Linked DNA regions of Mus musculus: all the other regions are linked to region 1. Evidence: chromatin contacts called from public Micro-C and promoter capture Hi-C data. All regions are on one chromosome and are shown on one strand. The core of a region is the stretch at or near the end of the contact, and the rest is flanking DNA. Distances in the headings are between cores, read along the strand shown.

Region 1 (4,544 bases), core at 1,285-3,784:
TGAGTTCCAGGACAGCCAGAGCTTTATACAGAGAAACCCTGTCTCGAAAAACAGAGAGAGAGAGAGAGAGAGAGAACGCTATAATGCATCAAGCATGCAAAGATTTAAGTCCCTCATCTTAAGGTGGGGCAAGAGTCTTTCACTTGTATTAGTCATGATCACGATTTGAAATTAGCTATTATTTTTGTACTCATTTCCAGATCTCACAAAAAAGTCTCATTCTGTGATAAGCTACTTAGAAATAATCAGCCCCCTGTAAAGGATTCTCTTAGTTCTGAGGATTTTTCTTTTGTTTTTATTTTCAAACAGAATTTCTCTATGCATCCCGACTGTCCTGGAACTCTCCATGTACATTAAACTGGACTGGAATAGGCAGAGATCTGCCTGCCTCTGACTCTTGAGTGCTGCGCTTAAAGGTGTGCAAAAGAGAGCCTGGCAGGTTTGAGTATTTAGAAATTCATGAAGCAAGCAGGACAGTGTGGCACATGCTTTTAATCCCAGCACTCCAGAGGCAGAAGCAGGCAGCTCACTGAGTTTGAGGCCACCCTGGTTTACAGAGCAAAGTTCCACAACAGCCAGGGCTAACACAAAGAAACCCTATCTCAAAACAAAACAACAAAAAAACCCTAAAAACTAAAAATAAAAGCTGAAACAAACCCAAGCAGCAGAGGACAGCGGCTCACATCTAGGACGCTAACTAGCACCTGGGAGGTGGAGGAAACCACCTCAAACTCACTATGGCTTTAACGCACAAATGAGGATCTGTCAGGCTTTCCTCAGTCCTCACCCCAAATGGGAAATTCTCCACTCGGAATAGCAAGTCGGTCAAGAACTATCGAAGTTTTGGACTCTTCCTTTTGAACTCTTTTGGGTAACCCTAAACTGTCAGGTGTCCAGGTAGTAATTTCAATGGTAAAGACTTTCACAGTAGTACTGAACTTGAAACCACCATAAATTATTCTCTTTGGCGGCTCCACTTTAGAGCAATACAACATTTTACATAGGCAGTTTTTATTATTATGCCTCTCCCCCAACCCACCATTAAGTTACAAATGAAAACTCTAATGTAACCAATGAAGTTCTCCACTCCTCACTGCGACTTGGCATACTAAGTCTGAATTTACAGTCTCTCCACAGCTCTCCCTCCTACCTTAACTTTATAACTATAAATACTTTTTCAAGAAATACTAAGACTATACAGAAGTTTCGCCCCTAGGTGAGACTTTCACCCGAAGCCCACAAACTTTTTGTCTCAAATTTATCTTTTAAAGGGAGCTGAAGGGAAACACTGGGTGTTAAAAATACAACAAGAGAGAGGAGACAGGAAGCCAGCAAGTGAGATGAACACTGAGCCTGGGCCCAGCACAGGTCAGTCAGCCTGAGCCTCTGCCAGAAAAGGCCAGGTAACATTTTCTCTTGTGTAAGTTTCTTTGTCTCTCGGCCTACCAATGAAACCTCCAGCACATCTCCAAACTACTGTATTTCATTTCACCAGTACTTAGGATACTTCCCAAAGGAATCCCTTTCTCAGTCGTGAACTCGCTTTTAAAGATCTTTCTGACTATGTACGGTTCCATTCCAAGACTACAAACCTCCTTTTCAGAGGACAAACTTAAGACAAAACAAAAAAACAAAACAAAACAAACCAGGAATGGGTTCTCCGAAGGCTCTCAGACCTTCCTCGCATTCTCGGAACAGATATCTAAGTTCCCAATAAACAATGAACCACAAAAGTATTAGACTACACGGGGAAGAGGAAGTATTAGAATATCCAAACAGCACGAAAACCCCACAGTCGCCTCTATCGTCCCAGTTTACTACCACCCCCAACTTCCTACTTCCACCGAGGACTAATCGATTCCCGCTCGGGTGGAGATTCACGAAGGCAGCAGGCGCTGGCCAGTCGGGGACTGAGTGCTTTCACTGCGTGGTGGAAGGAGGCTAGCCAAGGGCTGGGCAGAGAATGGGAAGCTGGGTGTTATGGGGGAGGGGGGATTTAGGGCGCCAGGGCTAATCCCGGCCAGGGCCCGCGGGTGGAAGGGGCAGCAGGCGAACCTCCCGGAAGGCGAGGCAAGCCGGTGCGCGGGGCTTGCGGGTCGCAAGCAGGGGAGGACGCCGGCGGCCGCATCGGGGGCGGGTGGCGGGCCGCACAAGGGAGGAGGCTCCGGTCGAGCTACTGTTTGGGGTGCGAGAGCTGGCCTTCGCCGCCGCCCGAGACCCCTCCGAGCTCACACCTCAAACCTGCTCTTGGTCACTCCGTTCACGTCCCTCCTCATGGGGCCGGCGGGTGCGGCCCGGGCAGGGCGCTGCGGCGTGCGGAGTGCAAAGATAGGGGCCAGGGCAGGCCCCGGAGTTCCGGGAGCGGGAGGCGGCGGCGGCAGCAAGGCGAGGCTCGCCCGGCCGACGCGGAGGAGCGACCGCTCGAGTCCCGCGGGGGCCTCCACCACCGCCCGCGGCGTCCGCGGCCGCGACGACTGCCAGTCGCTAGCTCGGTCCTCTCCAAAGCCTCAACTTCAACCCAAAACAAAAACACTCCCCACCTGCCAGCAACGCCGCTCCTCATTGGGCAGAGCCGCCCGGGCCTCGGAACGTCGGGGGAGGGGAGGAGCGCTCGGCGGCGGCGGCGCGAGCCCACCCCTCCCCCACCCGGCGCAGCCCCGGACGGTGAGCCCGCGAGCGCCTGGAACGTGGGGTGACCGGGCGCCAGCCCACCAGGACAAGGAGAAGCAGGGAAGTGCCCAAGTGCGCGCCTGCTTCGGTGCGCGCGCGGGCGTGGGGGGGGGGGGCACGGTGTGTGTGCTGTGGGGCGGGTGCGAGTGCGCGCGTGCCCGCGGACCGGCGAGAAGAGCAGAACAGGGACAGGAACATCACCGGATCCCCTCCAGCACTGCGAGGGCTCACTGGCACGTAGCGACCCACGCGGAACCTGAGCTTTCAGCCTAGGGTCCCCAGCTCTGATCTGATCACTTCCCCGGCGGCCTGAGCTGGCACCCACGTCTTTCTGACCACCCAGCTCCCGTCCTCTATCACTCACTGTCGCCTTGAACCCAAAGTGCAGCAGGCGGTCCCTGCTCGGAGCCATTTTCCTCCTCTTTCTAGACGTCTCTAGGTTGGGGCAGTGCCGCCGCCGCTGCCGCCGTAGGTGCTGCCGCCGCCTCCCCCACCCCGGTGAATTGCATTACGGGGTGCTGCAGGGAGGCCTGGGGGGCCCCTGCGGGGCGGATGGCTCTCAGTGCCAGGCTCCAGAAGGCAGGAGCTGGTTGCGCTAAGAGGAGGACGTAGCGCCAGCTCTGCACAGGAGCTGGCAGCGAGGCTACACCTCGGGATCAGGGGGTGCAATGCCCCAGCCCAGTACCCATTCCTTGGGCCGGGGGAGGGGCTGGCGTCAATCGGGTGGGGGCGGGCAAGGCACAAGGGCCATTGGCGTCCCCGCCCCTCCGGCCGCTGGCGCCCAATGGGCTGCAGCGGCTGCTCACCCTCCAATCGGAGAGCTGGTTCGTGAGAGCCACGGCGTGACGCCATTTCGGCGGGAGAAACAAGCATGTAGGAGCGAGTAGGCGGGGGCGGTTGCCCATAGGAAACTCTTCCATTGGATTTCGCTCCTAGTATAAAAGGTAGTCTGTCATCTTTTTGTTAACTCCAGCCTTCAAGACTTCCAAAATCTATGACCTATTTTCCACGAATTATGAAACAACCGAGAGTGAAATTGCTCCGTCAGAGACATTACAAAATGTACCAAACCTGAAATATTAAAAACTACCATAAATCCCAGCCGTCCTAATTAGACCTTAATACTGCTTCCAATTTTATGCTCAAAGCAATTACGAGTTTGTCGTCAGACCTTTTCTACTTAGTTTTAGAACTTGAAAAAGATGAACTTTTAAGAGCAAAAGTGTTACAGTATACCCACATACATGAAATAAGCAAATGTGTACAAAAAGAGAGAAAGGCTGGTCCTCTTTAAAAACTAAAAGAGCAAAATGTTGTGAACCTTTTTTAAAAAAAACTTATGATTTATAGTCCCTAAAATAAAATGTTCCTTTTTTTTTTTTTTTTTTTTTTGAGATTGTTTATGAAGCCTGTTCTGGTCGTCTGGAAGTCAGAGATCCACCTGTCTCTGCCTCCAGTTCTGGCATTAAAGGCATTTGTCACGCCTGACAGAACTTTTTTTTTTCCCTGAAGAGGCATTCCTAAGCAAACTACCTTTAAAAAACTTAGTTCTTTGGCCCACAAAAACCTAGTTCACATGAGACATTCTGAGTCCCACATGTTTTTTTTTTAAATACTTACTTTATGCATATGAGTACACAATTGAGTACACAGCAGAAGAGGACATCTGATCCCATTACAGATGGTTGGGAGCCACCATGTGATTGCTGGGAATTGAACTCAAGACCTCTGGAAGAGCAGTCAGTGCGCTAAACCTCTGAGCCATCTCTCCAGCTCTTCCTCCCCCCCATGCTTTTAAAAGTATTTACTTCAGGCAGTGGGGAAAAACAAAAAACAAAGTTTAGTGGCATCCAAAAGCTGTTTCTCCCAGCAAG
Region 2 (4,544 bases), core at 575-3,074, 870 kb before region 1:
GCTGCTTGTTGTTCTAACATGTCCATAAACCTCAATAACCTGTAAGCAAATCTGTACTGCTTTTTCCTCAATGTCTTCACTCAGTGCGCACACCTTCCAGATTTATTAACTCGGGCCAGCTTCCTTAAAGTTAGTGTTTTCTCATAATTCAAACTCATCCCAAGTGTAGGCCCTTTCTCCAAAGGTCACAAGGCACTCTGCTGTGGACAGTGATGCTGCCAGCATCTAAGGCTGGCAAAGCCAATGTTCCAAATCTAAAAGCATACTTTTAAGTTCTGTACTTTTACACAGATTTTCAAACTCGAGTATCATACTTTCTCGGCTTTCAAATCACTCAAATTCTAGTCTACGTTTCTCTCATTTCATTGCAACACACACCCTCCCTCATCTTTTTGGTTGAGGCCTACTGGCCTGGCTTCCTCCACCACTCGTGTTCCCCAACCCCTAGCTGGGGTAGGAAAAGAAACGGAACCAATTCTATTTCCACCACTCCTGTCACAGATAGCTATCAAACAGCTCCCAATTTTCATTTCCGATCTCACGTAACACATCATACCCATGGTTATTTATCGTAACCGTTTGAGACCTCTGTGAGCCATCTATATGGATGGTCTCCGAAATCAAACAATACTGCCAGATAATGCTTCGGGGAGGAGGGAGGAGCGTATGATTCACCAAAAAAACTGCAAAGAAGAGTAATGGAATATTTTCACCAGTGGCAGGCTAAGACTGAGAGCTTTCTTTCAGAAGAGGGGACTGCTAAGCAACCGCCACTGAAGCAATAAATCCACCAGCTTCACAGGTTGCGAGAGCAAGGCGGATAGGAGAAGAGGAGCTAGGGTCCTCCGCGGCTTCTCTGGAGGTTAGGGGAGAACAAAGTCACTGCTGCACTGTCATTTGAGGGGAAGGGGGAGGGGGCGGATCATCCTGGAAACCCGGCCCCTGGGCAGGATCAGGCCGGGAGAACTCGGTGAGGCTGCCTGGGATTAACATTCTCGCTCCACTCCCCCCTGCCCCCAACCTTCTAGACTCGCCCCTCCTCGCTCTCAAGTGCCTGATGACCGCCCCTTCCAACCTATCCCCGGCGGAGTAAAGGGACGACCAGGAAAGAACGCAGTCCGCAGGGGTGCCACCGAGCAGGCAGTCCTAGCCCCTTCTAGTTCCCCAGCCCCCACCCAGCCTCTCCCGGAGCTCGGGGCCCGGAAGGCGGGGACCAGGGGCGCTGCACACAGGTGTGCTGGCCCCCCGAGGGGCGCACCGCCCGCAGACTCCCGCAGCGCGGTCCCCGCCCGGCCGGCCGGCTCGAGGGGCGCGCCGCACCCGCCTCCCGCTCGGTCCCGCGGCCCACGCGCCCAACCCGCCCCGGCCTCCAACCCAGCCCGCGGGCGCGGCCTAACTGCTCGCCCGCCCGCCCGCTGCTCGCCCCCCGGCGCCCGAGGGTCGCAGTACCTGGGCGGCGGCCTCCAGCTTGCCCTCGAAGGTGAAGTCCAGCAAATCGGGCTTGAGGCAGAGGCTGTAGTTGATGGGCGACACCTCGGCGGGCAGCCGCTCGAAGGGCCGCTTCTCCGGCATCGCGGCGAGGCCCAGGCTGTGGAGGCGGCGGCGGCGGCGAGAGGAGCGGCTGAGGAGGAGAAGGAGGGGAGGAGGCGGAGGGCCGAGGAGGAGCAGGCGGCGAGCGAGGGAGGGGACGGCGGCTGCCAGCCACATTCACCGGGCGCGGGCGACCGCCTGCCGAGAGCCGCCGGGGAGGCTGGGGCGGGGGACAGACCCAGCGGGTGCCTGGGCCGGGCGGGCGGGCGGGCGGCGGTGCGGGCGGGCTGCCTACGGGGAAGGGGGCGGAGGGGAGGGCAGGGGAGGAGGGCGGGGAGGGAGGCGGCGGCGGCTGCGTGCGCGACCCCGCGGGGCGGGCGCGACCCCGCTGAGGGCGCGCGCCGAGGGCGGGGCGGGGCGGCGAGGCCGCGGTCGGCGAACGGGGAAGGCGAGAGGAGGCGCTTGGCGCTGCACCTGTCGTCGGCCGGTGGCAGGAAAGAGCCACGAAGGGCATGGAGGAGCTCTGTGGAAAATGGAAGCCTACGCAGCGGTCAAGTCAGCGCGGGGGGGTAGGGGACGCGTGGAAAGAGCCATTCCACCTCAGCGGTGTGAGCCCGACCTGAGGCTTTTTTTTTTCCCTAGGAAATAGCCAGTTGAAGGGATGATCTGAAAACAGTTTTCCGAGGAAACACTTAGTTATTCAAGGTCGCTCCAACCAGTGAAATCTAGACCTTTTAGGAGAGTGGTTTCAAAGACTAGAAATACAGGATCCCACGATTTCATATTTAAAACAAGATGCTTCATTGCTGGGCACGGAGGCTGAGGCAGGACGATCATCATGGGCCAGCCTGGACTACAGAGTGAGTTCCAGAATGGTCTGGGCACACAGTAAGATTTTGATTAAGAAAACACAGATGATAATAATGATCAACTGTCTGTTTCCGGATTTTTCCCTTCCTGTGGTGCTAGGCTTTGAACTCAAAGCCTCTACACAGGCTGGGCAAGCGCCATGCCACTGAGCCACACCCCCACGCCCCTTGTTTTTGTTTCTGCTTTTTTAACTGAAAAGACCCTTTACCAGTTGTGACTTCTGTAAAAGTATCCTAACTGTGGCTCCCTCCATTCTGTAGTTATCTCTAAGACCTATGTTTAAATCAAGGCAAAAATATTCCTAAAAGCGTATTTCTTTTATAGAAACTTGTAAGGTAGAGTCAAAACTAAACAAGCACTGTCCTACAGACATGACACTGTGAGCCACTAGATAGAATTAAAACAACAGAAGTTATTGCACCTCATCTCCCTAGCCCAATATATTCAGATTATAATTTCATCATGTAATGCATTTTAAAGATGCTAATGAGGTGCCTGGCAGTGGTGGTACTGGCTTCTGGAGGCAGAGGCAGGCAGATCTCTCTGAGTTTGAGGCCAGCCTTCACTACAGAGTGAGTTCTAGGACAGCCAGGGCAACACATGGCTAATGCCTACTGTATTGGGCAGCACAGTTGTGGATCCTCAACCTGCCCTGCTTTCCTCCAAAAATCCTACGTGCTTTTTAGAAACACAGATGCAATTCTTAAAGAGACGGGCCTTTAATATGTCTGGAATACTTGCTAACACTTTACACGTTCATTTTATCTCTCAGACGCTCTGTGAGGTGGACCCCCAACCTGTTTTATATATGCAAAAACAGGCACATAGAAAGATCATGACTTGCTCTAGACCTGTGTACAGCTAATAATTGGTGGAGCTGGAATTGAGACCCAGTTGTTTCTGGTTTTCTCCTTGAGAACATTATAAACAGCTTCCTTCATAATTCTGCCAGTTTGGTTTATTCTAATCCAACTGTGTATGATCTCCTCAAAATGTTTGCATTTAAAAAAAAAAAAAAAAACAAAAGGCTTCCTCCTGTCAAAGCAAAATTGATTTATAACCATCTAAGGCTGCCTATGAGCTGTTTACCCTTTAACATCAATTCTACAGTCTAACTCGATTACTGTCTAGCCCTCACAGATTGCTAATTTGCTCAGGAATGAGTGTTTCAGTGGCCTGCTCATCCGTTTTTGTGAAATGTGCGCCCCTCCCTTCCCTCACCTTGCCAGGAAGAGTTCCATTGCAGAACTCCACCCTGCTCTAGCCCTTTCCGATTAGCTCCGGAACTCTGCCGATTCATGTGGACTTGGTCTTATGTTTTGCAATTGAATATTAGGTTTGTAGATCTTTGTAGGATGAGCTAGCAAGAGCTGGCTTGCTTTTTTTTTTATTTTGTTTTTAATGTTTTTTTTTTTTTTTCCTCTTGGACAGGGTTTCACTCTATAGCCTATGCTGGCCTCAAAATCACTATATAGAGCAGCCTGGCACGGAGCCTTTCAGCAGTTTTCCTGCCTCAGCCTTACAGGCAGCAGCAGCAGCCCCACCACCAGTTGGTTTGTTTCCCTATTTTATTTTCCATTTCTCCTCCTCTACTTTTCTATCTTTCTTTCTTTTTCAAAAACAGGGTCTCACTATATAGCCCTGGCTAGCATGAAATTAACTATGAAAACTGGTTGGCACTTAACTCTCAAAGATCTGCCCATCTGTGCTTCCCAAGTGCTAGAATTAAAGTCCTAAACCACCGTGCCCTGTTGTTTCTTCTCTTTAAGGCAGGCTCTCACACTGAGGCCTCAGCCTTTGGGGTGCCGGGATTGCAGACTTGAGCCACCACTCCTCAGTCTTTTCATTTTCCTTCTGATTCATTTACTTTTCAAAGAGCTCACTCTCTACTTCTTTTATTGCTTTCAGTACTAGGCCCTGAGCAAAGTGCATCTTGGTTGCTATTGAGCCAACTAAACAATAGGCCAAGAGAGAATTCTTCTTCAGTCTGTGCTGTCTCTCCTGTACAAAAAAAATCTGTCCCACAGGGAAACTGTGAACCTACAACTATAGACAATCTTTTATTAAATCACAGGATTAAGAATGGCGATGCGTGGGCTGGTGAGATGGCTCAGCGGTTAAGAGTGCCGGCTGCTCTTCCAAAG
Region 3 (4,544 bases), core at 602-3,101, 830 kb after region 1:
CTGTCTCGAAAAACAAAAACAAAAAGTCTAGGCTAGTTGCAAGGGAATGGGGACCCAGAAACACCTCTCTTTGAAGGGCAGCTTTCCTTGACGATTGGTAGGAGTCAGTCACATTTATAGATTACAGGGAACAATGGCAGGTGGGACCAGAGATGAAGTAAGCCGAAAGCACAGCACTGTTTCAAGTCGAGCCCCACCCCAGTCCCAGTCAGCCTCCAAGGTGGAGCTTAGCTACCCTGCCTAGCCACTGGGCTACCCTGCCTGGCCACTGGGCCCAGAACACATCTGACTGAACAGGACTGTTTGCTGTCAGTTCCTGTTGGGGACAGAGTTGCCTCATAGGTGGCTGGGTTAGTGACTGACAGTGGTGGCGGATGCACACACAGAATGTACGTGTGTATAGGTGTGTATACAGAGCTAACACAGGACGCATGCGTACATGCATCCACACAGAGCCTTCAAGGACATACATGTACATTTCTGTGCACGCAGGCATGAACCCAGGTCTCTATCGCCTGTCACTTGGGAGATGTATACGTGTGGACACACGCATGTGCGGACCCTCACAAGCATACACATGCAAATACACACAGCTCATAGAGGTTTACTATGCTTGAGCAGCCAACCCATCTGAGTGTGTCCAGAGAGAGTGTGTGCAGAGCGCTCACGGAAAACCACTCTTCTCTGAATTAGCAGGGAACCTGGGAATGTTGCCATCACTGTTGATTTTTGTCCCCGGTGCAACAATCAGGTCACCCACGGCCGGTTTGCCGCCTCTCAGGGGAGCCCTTGGCGTCCTCCCTTTCCGCAGGGATCACAGCACCGAGGAGCCTCCCTGATTTAACACGGCTGCCGTAACCAGCACTAGGAAGTGCGACACCTCCCCCACCCGAACCCTGGCGGTCCCCTCTGCTCATCTTCTGCTCAGGCAGGGTCCTACGCAGTCTTTCAGAAGCAAAGCCTTCTGCCTCCAAGGACCCGGGTGCTGATATCCAGCCTCCGATCTCGCCGCTAGATGGCCAGGTCCTGGCGCACGGTAGCCAGCGACGCTTTGCTGTGGCCGCTGCCGCCTTCGCCCTCGCTGTCGCCTGCCGGTGAGCGGTGCGCGTAGGCTGGCGGGCCGAAAGGGTCGGGGTCCCCGCGCTGCGATGGCAAAGAGGGCGACGGCGGCGGCGGCGGGAGCAGCTTGGCGCGCTGGCGACCCTTCCAGAGCAGGTGACCCAGCTCCGCCACGCTGAGCAGCGCCGACAGCAGCCCGACGGCGAAGTAGAAGACCACGAAGACGGTCTTCTCGGTGGGCCGGCTCACGAAACAGTCGACCGTGTGCGGACAAGGTGGCCCGGCGCACGCGTAGTGCGGGTCCACGCGGAAGCCGTAGAGCAGCGCCTGGCCGCCCAGGAAAGCCAGCTCGGCGAGCAGGCGCAGAGCCACGCTCAGCAGGTAGCAGCGGCGCGCGCGGCGAGCGCGCAGGGCGCACGGGGAGCACGGCGCCTCGGCACGCCCGCGCGCGCACGGCGGGGCCAGCTGCGCACCACCCGCCTCCTTGCTGGCCTGGTGCATGGAGTAGATGACGAACAGCACCGGCGGCGCCGACAGCAGCAGGATGTGGAAGAGCCAGAAGCGGTAGTGGGACACCGGGAAGGCGCGATCGTAGCAGGTCTGGCGACAGCCGGGCTGCAACGTGTTACACACGAACTCCTCCTGCTCGTCCTCGAACACCGCACCTCCCACCGTGGCCAGCACCAGGATGCGGAAGATCAGCATGATCACCAGCCAGAGACGACCCACGAGCGGCGACTGTAGCTGCACCGCGTCCAGCAGGGAGCCTAGGAACGCCCACTCCCCCATGACGCTGGGGACGAGGAAAGGGGGTAGTCACAGGCTGGGGCGGGCTGAATACCCCCTGTCCCCCGCCACCCCCCACCCCCACCCCCACCCCCGTCCCTCAACAATCTCGGAGGGCGCCAGGGAAAGAATATTTTCTGGGGTTTAATGAGTTAATGTCAGAGTGTGAGGATAGTCCATCCTCAGCTATGGGATTCCTTCATATGGGCATAGAGGGGTGCTGAGGAGGGATTTCCCCGCACACCTGGCCTGGGCCTGCTTGGCTAGGGAGACCCTAAGGTTCCCCAGATTCTAGGTTCTTCTTCAGGGCCAACCTTGCTGGCCTGGCTTTTTGTGCCAGGAGCAAGAGCGGCTACTGGAGTCTAGAATTCTACGTTCCTTCTGTTTGAGACCCCTGGGAGCAAGGGGAGGGCCAGGCCGGGTGAGCCCCCACTGTCTCCTTTCTCTCTCACCTCGCAGCAGGGAACGCCTTTTGGGGTTGGAAGCTGACACAGAAGCCTGTTTTTCCAACTTAGGATCTCTCGCCCGCCCTCAATCTTCCCTTCCTCACCAACCTCAGCCAAGGAGACCGGGCACAGCCCCCTCGACTCCTCTCTGATAGCAATTATCAAGCATCTCTTGTAAGCCTCCCCAGACACACAGAATACACCACGTCCCGTCCCTGTAGACCCTTAGTGGCCTCTAGATGTCCCCAACCCCACTTACCCCGGGACCTGGGCCTTAGAGCTGAGCGGAGGACCTTGAGAGACAGCTGGGACCTGTCCCTCTGGGTCCCTCTTTCATTTTCCTTTTTGGCTTTGGCCGGGATGGATGATAGGACAAGTATGGCTGAGAGGGGCTAGCTCTCCCCCTTCTCTTAAAGGGACAGGGTGACCTGTGGTCCGGCTCCACCCTGGAAATAGATCCAGGGCCACACCCCTTGTTGGGTCCTTCCTGCCTTCTCTTTCCATCCCTTACCCCCCATGCCCATCCCATAGCCATGTCTCCATCTGGCGATGGACGGAGGCTAACTAGAGCTACATTTTTTTTTTTAATTGAGGGAGCCAGAGAGATCAATCATGGGAACCCTATCTCCTGGCAGACTCCTCAAACTGAAGACTAGGTCCACCACAACCAACTGACCCCATTTTTGAAGGGTCTTGTGGGCCAGAGGGAGATAACTTCGGCTTTTAGGGGACAACAAATATGGCTTTGGGGGGGGGGGGCTTTTGGTTCTGCCACTATTGGACCTTGGATGAGCCATGTAGGTCACTTGGGCTAAGATCTCTTGGTCTGTCACCTGAGCCAGCTAAACTCTAAGATTCTTACTTTGTTCCGAGACAGAGTCTCGCTGTGTAGTTCAAGCTGGCCAGGACCTTACCGTATAGGCCAGGCTGCCCTTGAAGTAAATGATCCTCCTGCCTCAGCCTCCCAAGTGCAGGACATTAAGTATGCATCACCACACCCGTCATAGTCGCCCATCTTAATGACCAGGTCTCAGCTGTGTTACAGAAACCCCAAACCCAGTGCTTGGAAATACTCCGTGAGGGCATCAGGAAGATGTGGAGATAGCTGGCTACCGTGGTTAAGCCAAAGCTCTGGTCTTTCCTACTCAGCAATGTCTAGGTTTACCGTGAGGTGTGTGGCACCTCATAAGGTCAACAGCAGTGAGAAAAGCTTCTGCCAAGGATTTTCTAATATGGAGCTTTGTCTACCAGTCTAGGTGCGGGGAGATGCGGGACCATGATAGACAATCCACGGGGACCCGAGTGGGCCAGGAAGAGGGACTCCCGATTTAAGATGGTGTTTTTCTCCCTTCTGTCTACCTCAGTCACCCACTCATTCAGTCTTCAGCTACCCCGGCACTATTTACAGCCTTACAGCCGGGGAAACCGAGGCTTAGAGAGTCACACATGCGCAGTCAGTGAAAGGCGGACCATGAACTCACTCTTGGCCTCAATGGTTCTGGAGCGCATGCTCCCTCACAGCTTGCGAGGGAAAACTGCCACCTCTCTATACCTGGGTGGGGTCTTGCGTGGGGCTGAGGGTCTCAGCACTGAGGTGGGCTGTGCGTACTCCTATGAAGGGATAGGTCATTAGTCCTCACGTACTCCGTGATATTTTCTCCCCCAGTCAGTACAAAGACCTGCATGGGTTTCTGTCTGTTAACAGTGGGTCCCTAATGGGAAATGTGTTCTCTACTGATTGGCTCAGTCAGGGGTCTAGCCCAGCCTGGAAAAACTTTTGGTTAACTCCAGCTTGGGTGTGCCCCTGAACGTTTCCATCCTCCTGCAGGGTCCCTTAGAAATAGGCCTGGGTGTGGGGGCGCTACCCTGGATAAAATCCAAGAGAATAGCACGTGCTGGAACCCCACATTCTGAAAACAGGATGTGAGGTGGAGCACCGGGCGACCCCTGCCACTCACTTCCGGCCGAGCTGCCGTCTGCACCCTGTCCTCAGCTATGGAGGCTCAGGGTCACATCTCTTCTTTCCTAACTACCCAGGAATGGTCCCAGCCCCAGCCCCCATTGCTCCTGCTTCGTCAGGCTGGAAAAAGCCCACCAGACCCCACCCCACCTGAGCCCACCCGACCCCACCCAGTGTGACTCTGCAGGGAGTGGGATCGTGCCACAGAGATGCTAGGGTGGGGCAGCAGATGGAGAGCCACTGTCACTCTGCCCTGTCCCCCACCTAGCTCCCCATGCCAGAGGAGACTCTAC

What was found. Promoter capture Hi-C pulls out the DNA fragments that hold promoters and counts their contacts. Hi-C and Micro-C count contacts between places; a contact is called where the count stands out from the background.
Region 2: a Micro-C map of embryonic stem cells shows a contact between it and region 1, with 5 times the contacts expected there. The contact joins the promoter of Npepps here to the promoter of Fbxl20 in region 1. A contact is called at or near these places in 2 of 39 promoter capture datasets (liver and pre-B cells) and 1 of 484 Hi-C or Micro-C datasets (embryonic stem cells).
Region 3: a promoter capture Hi-C map of embryonic stem cells shows a contact between it and region 1, with 4 times the contacts expected there. The contact joins the promoter of Gjd3 here to the promoter of Fbxl20 in region 1. A contact is called at or near these places in 3 of 39 promoter capture datasets (the C10 cell line, embryonic stem cells and pre-B cells) and 1 of 9 other capture datasets (embryonic stem cells).

The regions. Positions count from the first base shown.
Region 1 is chr11:98,147,082-98,151,625 of GRCm38.p6, forward strand. Fbxl20 (F-box and leucine-rich repeat protein 20) reads right to left here and starts at 2,535. Exons shown (of 15, transcript NM_028149.1): 1 at 2,235-2,535. The coding sequence starts at 2,276.
Region 2 is chr11:97,278,752-97,283,295 of GRCm38.p6, forward strand. It overlaps Npepps (aminopeptidase puromycin sensitive), which reads right to left and starts at 1,825. Exons shown (of 23, transcript NM_008942.3): 1 at 1,450-1,825. The coding sequence starts at 1,707. Gm11592 (a long non-coding RNA gene) reads left to right here and starts at 1,943. Exons shown (of 3, transcript XR_001780313.2): 1 at 1,943-2,390; 2 at 3,832-3,953; 3 at 4,475-4,544.
Region 3 is chr11:98,981,169-98,985,712 of GRCm38.p6, forward strand. Gjd3 (gap junction protein, delta 3) reads right to left here and starts at 1,852. Exons shown (of 1, transcript NM_178596.3): 1 at 1-1,852. The coding sequence starts at 1,848. The coding sequence ends at 1,012.